Regions from separate parts of the Mus musculus genome. Here region 2 is linked to region 1. The links are chromatin contacts, called in public HiChIP or PLAC-seq maps. All regions are on one chromosome and are shown on one strand. Each heading gives the region's core, a stretch centred on a gene start, on an enhancer-like site or on the middle of the called end of the contact. The rest is flanking DNA. Distances are from core to core; before and after follow the strand shown. Region 1 overlaps Gm40079 (a long non-coding RNA gene). Region 2 overlaps Fbxw7 (F-box and WD-40 domain protein 7).

The links. HiChIP or PLAC-seq counts read pairs in DNA pulled down with a chosen protein or histone mark.
Region 2: a CTCF HiChIP or PLAC-seq map of CD8 T cells shows a contact between it and region 1, with 8 read pairs. The contact joins two enhancer-like sites. A contact is called at or near these places in 1 of 15 datasets of contacts at CTCF or cohesin (CD8 T cells), 2 of 484 Hi-C or Micro-C datasets (the AML12 cell line and Sertoli cells) and 2 of 115 datasets of contacts at active chromatin or transcription factors (CD8 T cells and embryonic stem cells).

Annotation. Positions count from the first base shown.
Region 1 is chr3:84,747,127-84,750,905 of GRCm38.p6, reverse strand. All of the region lies in intron 2 of Gm40079 (a long non-coding RNA gene), which reads right to left. Among named protein-coding and RNA genes, the nearest start is that of Gm40079, 4.0 kb to the right of the region's middle. Within about 2 kb of position 1,510, at least 43 of the 459 cell types and tissues checked have an H3K27ac peak or open chromatin away from gene starts, as enhancers often do. A contact at or near this core is called in CD8 T cells, where this site is marked.
Region 2 is chr3:84,847,079-84,851,010 of GRCm38.p6, reverse strand. All of the region lies in intron 1 of Fbxw7 (F-box and WD-40 domain protein 7), which reads right to left. All of the region lies in intron 3 of Gm40080 (a long non-coding RNA gene), which reads left to right. Among named protein-coding and RNA genes, the nearest start is that of Gm40080, 29 kb to the left of the region's middle. Within about 2 kb of position 2,025, at least 26 of the 459 cell types and tissues checked have an H3K27ac peak or open chromatin away from gene starts, as enhancers often do. A contact at or near this core is called in CD8 T cells, where this site is marked.

The sequences.
Region 1 (3,779 bases), core at 261-2,760:
GGGGAGGGCAAGCCAGTAAAGAACATCCCTCCATGGCCTCTGCATCAGCTCCTGCTCCCTGACCTGCTTGAGTTCCAGTCCTGACTTCCTTTGGTGATGAACAGCAGCATGGAAGTATAAGCCGAATAAACCCTTTCCTCCCCAACTTGCTTCTTGGTCATGATGTTTGTGCAGGAATAGAAACCCTGACTAAGACAGATGGCTAGGCAGTAAGCTCACGGGACCCACCTGTGTAAGTACACACCATCACGCCTGGCTTCTTACATGGGTGCTGACGATCAAGCTCGGATCCTTATGCTTGTGTGGAGAGCACTTTAGCTTCTGGAGCCACCTCCCCAGCTCAGATCTTTAGAGCTCTCAGTTAAAAATAAATACTTTAGAATATCAGTTCTCAACCTGTGGGTCTTAACTATTTTGGAGGTCCTCTATCAGATATTCTGTGTATTGGATATTTTCACTACAATTCATAACAGTAGCAAAATCACAGTTATGAAGTAGCAACCAAATAATTTTATGATTTGGGGGTCACCACAATATGAGGAACTGTATCAAAGGGTCACAGCATTAGGAAGGTTGAGAACCACTGGCCTATGACAGCCATCTGGCCTTTGTGAGTTTCCATCCACATTCTCTGTGAGAAGCCCACATCAGTGGTGTTTCTCGGAGCACTTCCCTCAGTGGGAAGAGGGCCTTGTATCCATCTCTGTGGGCTTCACGTCATGCTTGTGGGAACTGATCCTAATGGCATACAGGAGCGTCTGATCCTGAGGGGGGAGGCTGAAGAGGTAGAGAAGGACAATGGAGGTCTCACCCTTTAACGATTTCTTTATTTTTCTCTTTCACTTCTTCCAAATTACGTACTCTCCTGAAGAACGGTGGCTGAGGCAGCAGCTCAGGTAGCCTCTCTCCCTAGGACTGCTCTCCCTGGCAAGACTGAGAATCTCACCTGGGCTGAAGCCTCCTTCCAAGAAAGCCACAGCCAGCTTGCAAGGGTCGGAGGCTGCTCGGCTCTGCTTGCTCTCCTAATACCCTGTACTTAAATCTAATGCTTTCCAAGTCAAAGCTCATGCTGACTTCGCCAAGAAACCATCTCAGAATCTCACATTCCCTCTGCCCACCAAGGCACTAATCTCTGTCTCTCTATTCTCTCTCTCTCTCTCTCTCTCTCTCTCTCTCTCTCTCTCTCTCTCTGTCTGTCTCTCTCTCTCACATGTTCTTATGTGCCAAGTGTGTGTGTGCTCACAAATGTCAGGTGTTTTCTTTAATTGTTTCCCACCCTACACCTTTTTTTTTTTGGAGACAGGGTTGCTCAAGCAGGTTGAGCCTGATTGGTCTGGTCGAGCTTGCCAGCAAACCTCAGGGATTTTCCTCGTCCTCTGTGCACTGGGATTGTAGGTGCACACTACCACAGCACTGGCATTTCTGTGGCTGTTGGGGATCAAACTCGGGTCCCCGTGCTTCTGCAGTAAGCACTTTTCCTACTGAGTCATCTCCCCAGCCCAGTATCTTTCTGCCCCTCCTTGATTGTGGTTTCCTCAAAGGAGGAGCTAAATCTTTTTTGCCACAAAACCCCCATCGTTTTTGCTGGTTGAGTGTTAAGTTGTTTGAAGAACATTATGCTCACCAGGCTTCTAGCAAACAAACACAACTGGGGTTAGTGGAAATGAATTTCTGCTTGTGTTGTTTAGTGTGCACAGAGCACATCCTAAGTATTTTTAAGTGCACTCAGTGAGATGTGCTTCGTGAGCTACACAACTGACCATTAAAAGGGTGCGGGCAAATGTTTTTACTGTGTGTTTTTATTGGGAAGCCCTCTGAGCAATCTAACTTTAGAGTATTTTCTTTCTAAAAGAAGTTCTATCCCCCGATTAATAATACTGTCCATTCCAGCCAACCTACCCCTAACCTACTCTGGACCTGTACAGATTAATCTGCTTGTCCAACATTTCACAGAAATGGAAACATACAATATATGATCTTCATGATTTAAATTTCATGCTGATGAAACAGTCTGAGATTTGTCTTTTGAAGAGGTCAGCTCCTTTAAATCAATCTTTGGCAAAATCCACTGTAGGAGGGAAAGATCATCAATCAGGCAGGAAGAACACTGCCTGACCTTTCTGAGGACGTTTGTGTTTTAAGGTGGAATAACAACACCATCGCACAAATAAATGGCTCCTGTTTAAAAAGCAAACGTTTGGGGAGAATACAAAGCATGACACTGGACAGCTGCCCTCTCCCAGGCTGACTCTCACCGATGGACTCTTCTGGTCTCTCCACATGCCCTGTGTGGAGAATTATCAAGTTCTTGGAGCAGGCCTAATGCACCTTCTCTTGTTCATAGAATGGGGGACAGCTTTTCTAAGAATTAAATCCATCCTCTTTTAGGCAAATAACCACAAACCTTCATGACCAGTATTATGCTTAAATTTCTCTCCAACTGGGATGTGACTTAGAGTCTGCTAGCCTGCCGACAGCTATGCAGAAGTTGCCACTCATGGGCGTGCACTACTTCTGCAAGTTCCCGGGTCATTTACCAGTCCATCTGCATGTGGATCCTGTGATTTGACACCACCCTTCTATACAACCCATTGCACCAGACATCCTGGAGGATCATATGATCTGAAACTAAGTCACAGCCATGAGATAGTGCAGCTTCAGGGTAAAAGGCCGTTCAGAAGACACAGCGTCTGCATGCTAAAAAGCTTTAGGAATAGGTTTCCACTCCCAGACATGAGTTCCCTTCTACAAAGTGGGTCTTAAGGGCAAACAGACAGCTGTTGATTACCCCGAAGATATTAGTACCACCATTACACTACTGGGATCAAACTGCTAATTGCTTTATTGCCGTTTCACATATTTTATAGCTGGGTAGGACCCTGGCTAAGTTTTCTCCCTTGGAACGCTGCACAGCACTTCTGACACTATGAGAGCTTCTAGGTCAGTACCAGTTTGATTTCTTGAAGTCTGGTGAGCAAAGAGTGTGTTGTCATCGGCAATAAGATCTTACCCCCAAGCCTGGCAGCCAACCAAGAGCAATGGCAATAGCCTGTATCATTTTGAGGGGTCTCAAGAACATGGACACGAATCTGTGACTGGAGAGACCGCACACATGTCCTAGAGGAGAACTTACTACTGCTATCATAGTCTTGCTAAGTGGATATAGCACCCAACCATCTTCCCAATGTTTACCCTCATACCCTGTAAGTGCACCTCTTGCCCCTCATCAAAGCATCCCCTTTTGCAGCAGATGAAGGCTACTACAGAAAGCCACAGCTAGTTAATATGCAGAGGATAACTCCTCCCCTAAATAGGATATCTATAACACAACTCCAATATCCCAAGACTCATGGAACACCATGGAAGAGGAGATGGAAAAGTTACAAGGGCCAGAGCCATGGAGGACTTCTATGAAACAGTCTTCTCATTTGACAGGAATGTTGCTTCCATGAACTGTCAACAGGTATGGTGACCAGCACAAGGCCATAGCAGTCAACATTCTAGCATGGATGGGGAAGGGTTCACAAGGCCTCAGCTATAGGCAATTGAGGGCTCCTGGGGGAGGGGGTGTCAGTTTTCTTCAAGGATGAGCCCCTCCAAAAAAGATTGCTCACTTCCCAGTGGCTAGCCCCAACCTATGTGCATATAGGCAACTCCAATTGGACTTAATGTTTATGTATGAAAGATAATTATAGAAGAGGACATGAATTTGAAAGGGGGCTAGGGTGTATGGGAAAAGTTGGAGGACAAGGGGCAAATATGATAAAAATTCATTGTAC
Region 2 (3,932 bases), core at 776-3,275, 100 kb before region 1:
GTATATGTGTACCCATTGGGGTGGCTTTCTACTGCAGCATTTAAGTAGTATAAAAGTAAAGAAAACAAGTTAAAATAGGAAAGGGAAACAGAGCAAGCTAACGCACAGAAAGTACAGTAGCTACAGTGGCAGCAACTAACCTGGCTTCCTTGAAAGACACAGTGATTAACTAGGTGTAACAATCTTTTTTTTTAAATAAATAAAATCTTAAATCTTATTTTTTATATATATGACAAGTACACTGTAGCTGTCTTCAGAGACTCCAGAAAAAGGCATCAGATCCCATTACAGATGGTTGTGAGCCACCATGTGGTTGCTGGAAATTGAACTCTTAACCTCTGAGCCATCTCTCCAGCCCCTAGGAGTAACAATCATTAACATAATTTCCAGGCCAACCAGAATAGGCTGCAGAGGAGGGGAAAAAAAAAAATCACAGAAAGTAAAACCCAGAACACTAGCTAGTCATCCATGCAAGTACTAAGCCAAGAAGAGTTACTATAGGGCTGGAAATGCAGTTGTACTAGTATCTTTCTAGAATTTAAAGAAATTTCCAGAAAGGCAGTAGGTGGCAGCCCATAGACGGCCAATCCCAGGGATCAGACGCTTCTGAATGCCTTCTGGGAATTACTTAATTCTAGTAGCCATTTAGATGGTAAGGTATGATGATACTTCTACTGATGAAGGAAACAGCATGAAGTATAAAGTGGTTTATCAAGTTATTCTCTTAAGCCATGTTATAACAAAGTATAAGACAACTCACACATCAAGAAGGATTCAGGTTACCGTAAGCATCCAAACAGAGTAGTTTCAGTTACAGTAGTTTCAGTTACAGAAATATATTAAATACTGAGTACATTTCCAGTTCTGAATAGCCTCCCTCAGAAGCCCCATTAAGAAGGGATATGTGTGTGTGTGTGTGTGCGTGTATATATATATATATATATATATATATATATATATATATATATATATACACACATATATATATATCAAAGCCATTCTTATAAATTAATCTTTCAGCTGACATGAAAGTGATCTTCACATGTCAGTACAACTAACAAGACTACAAAGGAACAAAGTGTCTACCCTATAAGAGGTTGCTTGTTGGAACTAGATATTTAACCTTTATAAGGACTATAGTTAAGACTTTTTGGTCCTTAAAAATCAAATCTACCTCTCTTCCACACACTAGCATAAAAATGACCAAGAACAAGGAAGGGCTTCAATGTTGTTAGTACAAGAAAAATTAAAAGGAACAGACTTGGGCAGCATTAATGCAGCATTTGCTAATTATAGGCTTATCAACAGAGGATACCCGAAAGAACCTATTTTTTGAATTAAAAGTTTTGGGGGGGACAAAAATGGGGAGGTGGAACTAGAAATGGGGCATGGTGGCAACACCTATAATTCCAGCACTTTGGAGGCAAAGGCAAGTGGATGTCTGAGCTTGAGGCCAGCCTAGTCTATACAGCAAGTTCTGGGCCAGCCAGAGCTACAGTAACAAGAGTAAATCTAAAGATTATGTCTATGAAAGCCATCAACTGTACCAGAAGACATTTAAAAGTACATAAAGGAACAGATGACTGTTACCGCACTGAAAACTGTAAATTCAGTGAGGTTCCAATCATAATTCCAAGAGTTGTTAGAAATTGCTTGATATTAGATTATTTTGGAAGGATGTTTGAAACTTGATAAGCTGACCTGAAAGTTTCAGAGAAGGTTCACTTTATTAAATTTCAAAGACACATTAGAACTGTTCTCATTTAACAGTGTGATTCTGACATGAAGGAAGACAAACCAAATCAGCCCAGAGAATAGAAACAACACAAATAAAACTCACGGTCTTAACAGGCTTTTTCCACCACTAAAAATACATGGCAGAAATCATTTTAAAGAGGGATTCCCTCTGACTTGGGGCAGGAGGACGTGACACAGGAGAGAAACTCTTATCATGGTGTCATATCAGTGGTCAGGAAACAGAAAGACAGGATGTCTGTCTATGCCAACAGGCTTCCCACAGTACCTCCACCCTCAGGTTTCCGCCCCCTTCTTGCTGGAGTTGGGTGAAGTGCAACTCTAGAGATCTAGCCCAAGGCTGCACATGCTATGCTAACACTCTACCACTGGAGTACATTCTCAATCCCCAAAATTTGAAAACAGGGCTCTTCTGTGTAGGCCAAAAGCACCTTTAACTCCTGACCTCCGGAGTACTGGGATTACAGCTGTGTACACCTGATTTTCGTTCCCACATTCACTTTATCTGCCTCTCAGTCTCTGAATGGTACAGTCCACAGTCAGGGCAGCTCTGCCCTCAGTTAATCCACTCTGGAAAGAAACACCCAGAAGTGCTTGTTACTGAGGTCCTAGGCTTGGCTCAATCTATCAGGCTGACACTCAACATCAACTATAGATACAAGCAACAAACTAAAACACTAACAGAACTGAGTGTAACAAAGATTAGAAAAGTAATTGTAATGCTTAGTTCTCAAAACACTAATGCACAAACTATAAAAAGTGCCAGAAATCAATATAAAGGGAAAATACAAAAAGTAAATGTAGAGCATACGAAGAAAAGATTCAAAGAACAGGATATCAGAGTGATGAAAGATGCTCAACTTCACTAGAAATTAAAGTAATAAATAAATTTTACATCAAACTCACACAGGCCAACTGGAGGCCACTAGATAAAAATTAAGGGAAACAGGGTGGGAGGTATCAAGCTGTAACTTTTGGACCCCAAAGCAATACCTGAACCTAGATCCTCTGAGCCCCTACTTTCTGGTGCCTATCGCAAATCAACTCACACACTTGATTACGATACCATGTGCGAGCATTACGCACCACTTGCCAAAGACAAAAAAGCCTAGTTATCTCTCAGCAAAACTGACTCTTACTCAACATGCAAAGGTAACAGAGGCAGTAAGAAATGAACTAAGTTTTTTATGTCAATTGGAATGCATCTATAAAGCAATGAAATGTAAAACTGTTCAGGTCATTTTATGAACATCTCAGACATAGAAAAACAAGAGTGGAATGGCCAAAGGACCTTAGGCCACCGGGTACCTAGTAACAAAGGAAGACGAGCTGAGAAGGAAAGAACTTGAAAGGAAGAAGAGCCCCTACAGGTCAGGAAGAGACTGGAGGAGGATCATCAGTTCAGAGCATCAGATGAGGGATGCAAAGGAGGACAAAGGTTGTTAATGGCTCCTTAACCCTGACTTGGGCACAAGAGGTATGTTTAGTACCTTCTGGATTTCTACAGTGTGTCTGATTTACTTCATTATTTATAGAGTTATAATGGTATTTAAAATAGTAAGCTTGCTGAGGATGAATACCAAATCCAAAAGTTACAATGAAAGGAACTTGGAGACAAACAGGTTTTTGTCAAGGCAAAAATCACAAACCATTACAAAGACAGTAAGTAATTCAGATGGCGAGGCCATGACCTCCTAATGAGAGCAGATCTGAGTCTCTGTAAGGAAGAAGGAAATTGGACATCCTGGACAGGGTGCTAAGGTGAATCAAATGTAGCTAGCTTGTTATCTCAGCTCACTCGGCCTGGCTTCACTGTGATTTTTCAGGTGACCTTGAATCTAAACAGTGCATTCTGCCTGGTAATGCAAGAGACAGAAAAGCCTGTTAGCAGCTCACTGGGAGCTTATCACTAGTGTGCCACTAAGATGCATACAGAAAGAAAAAGCAACACTTCACACCTAGACAACTTCGGCTGGCATTCAGGGAAAAAAAGTGCCAGCTGGAGGAAAGGTTTCCTAACTACAGTGGAACTGAAGCTGAGGAGGTGAAGGACAAACATCAAAACAATCCAAAGGTGCAAAACACACACCAAGCAAGAAAAATGGTGTCAAAATGTAAACCTCTGGGGAAGGAAAACTGTGAAAGATGTGCTTGGCAATTTTTAAGTCTCAGAAAAA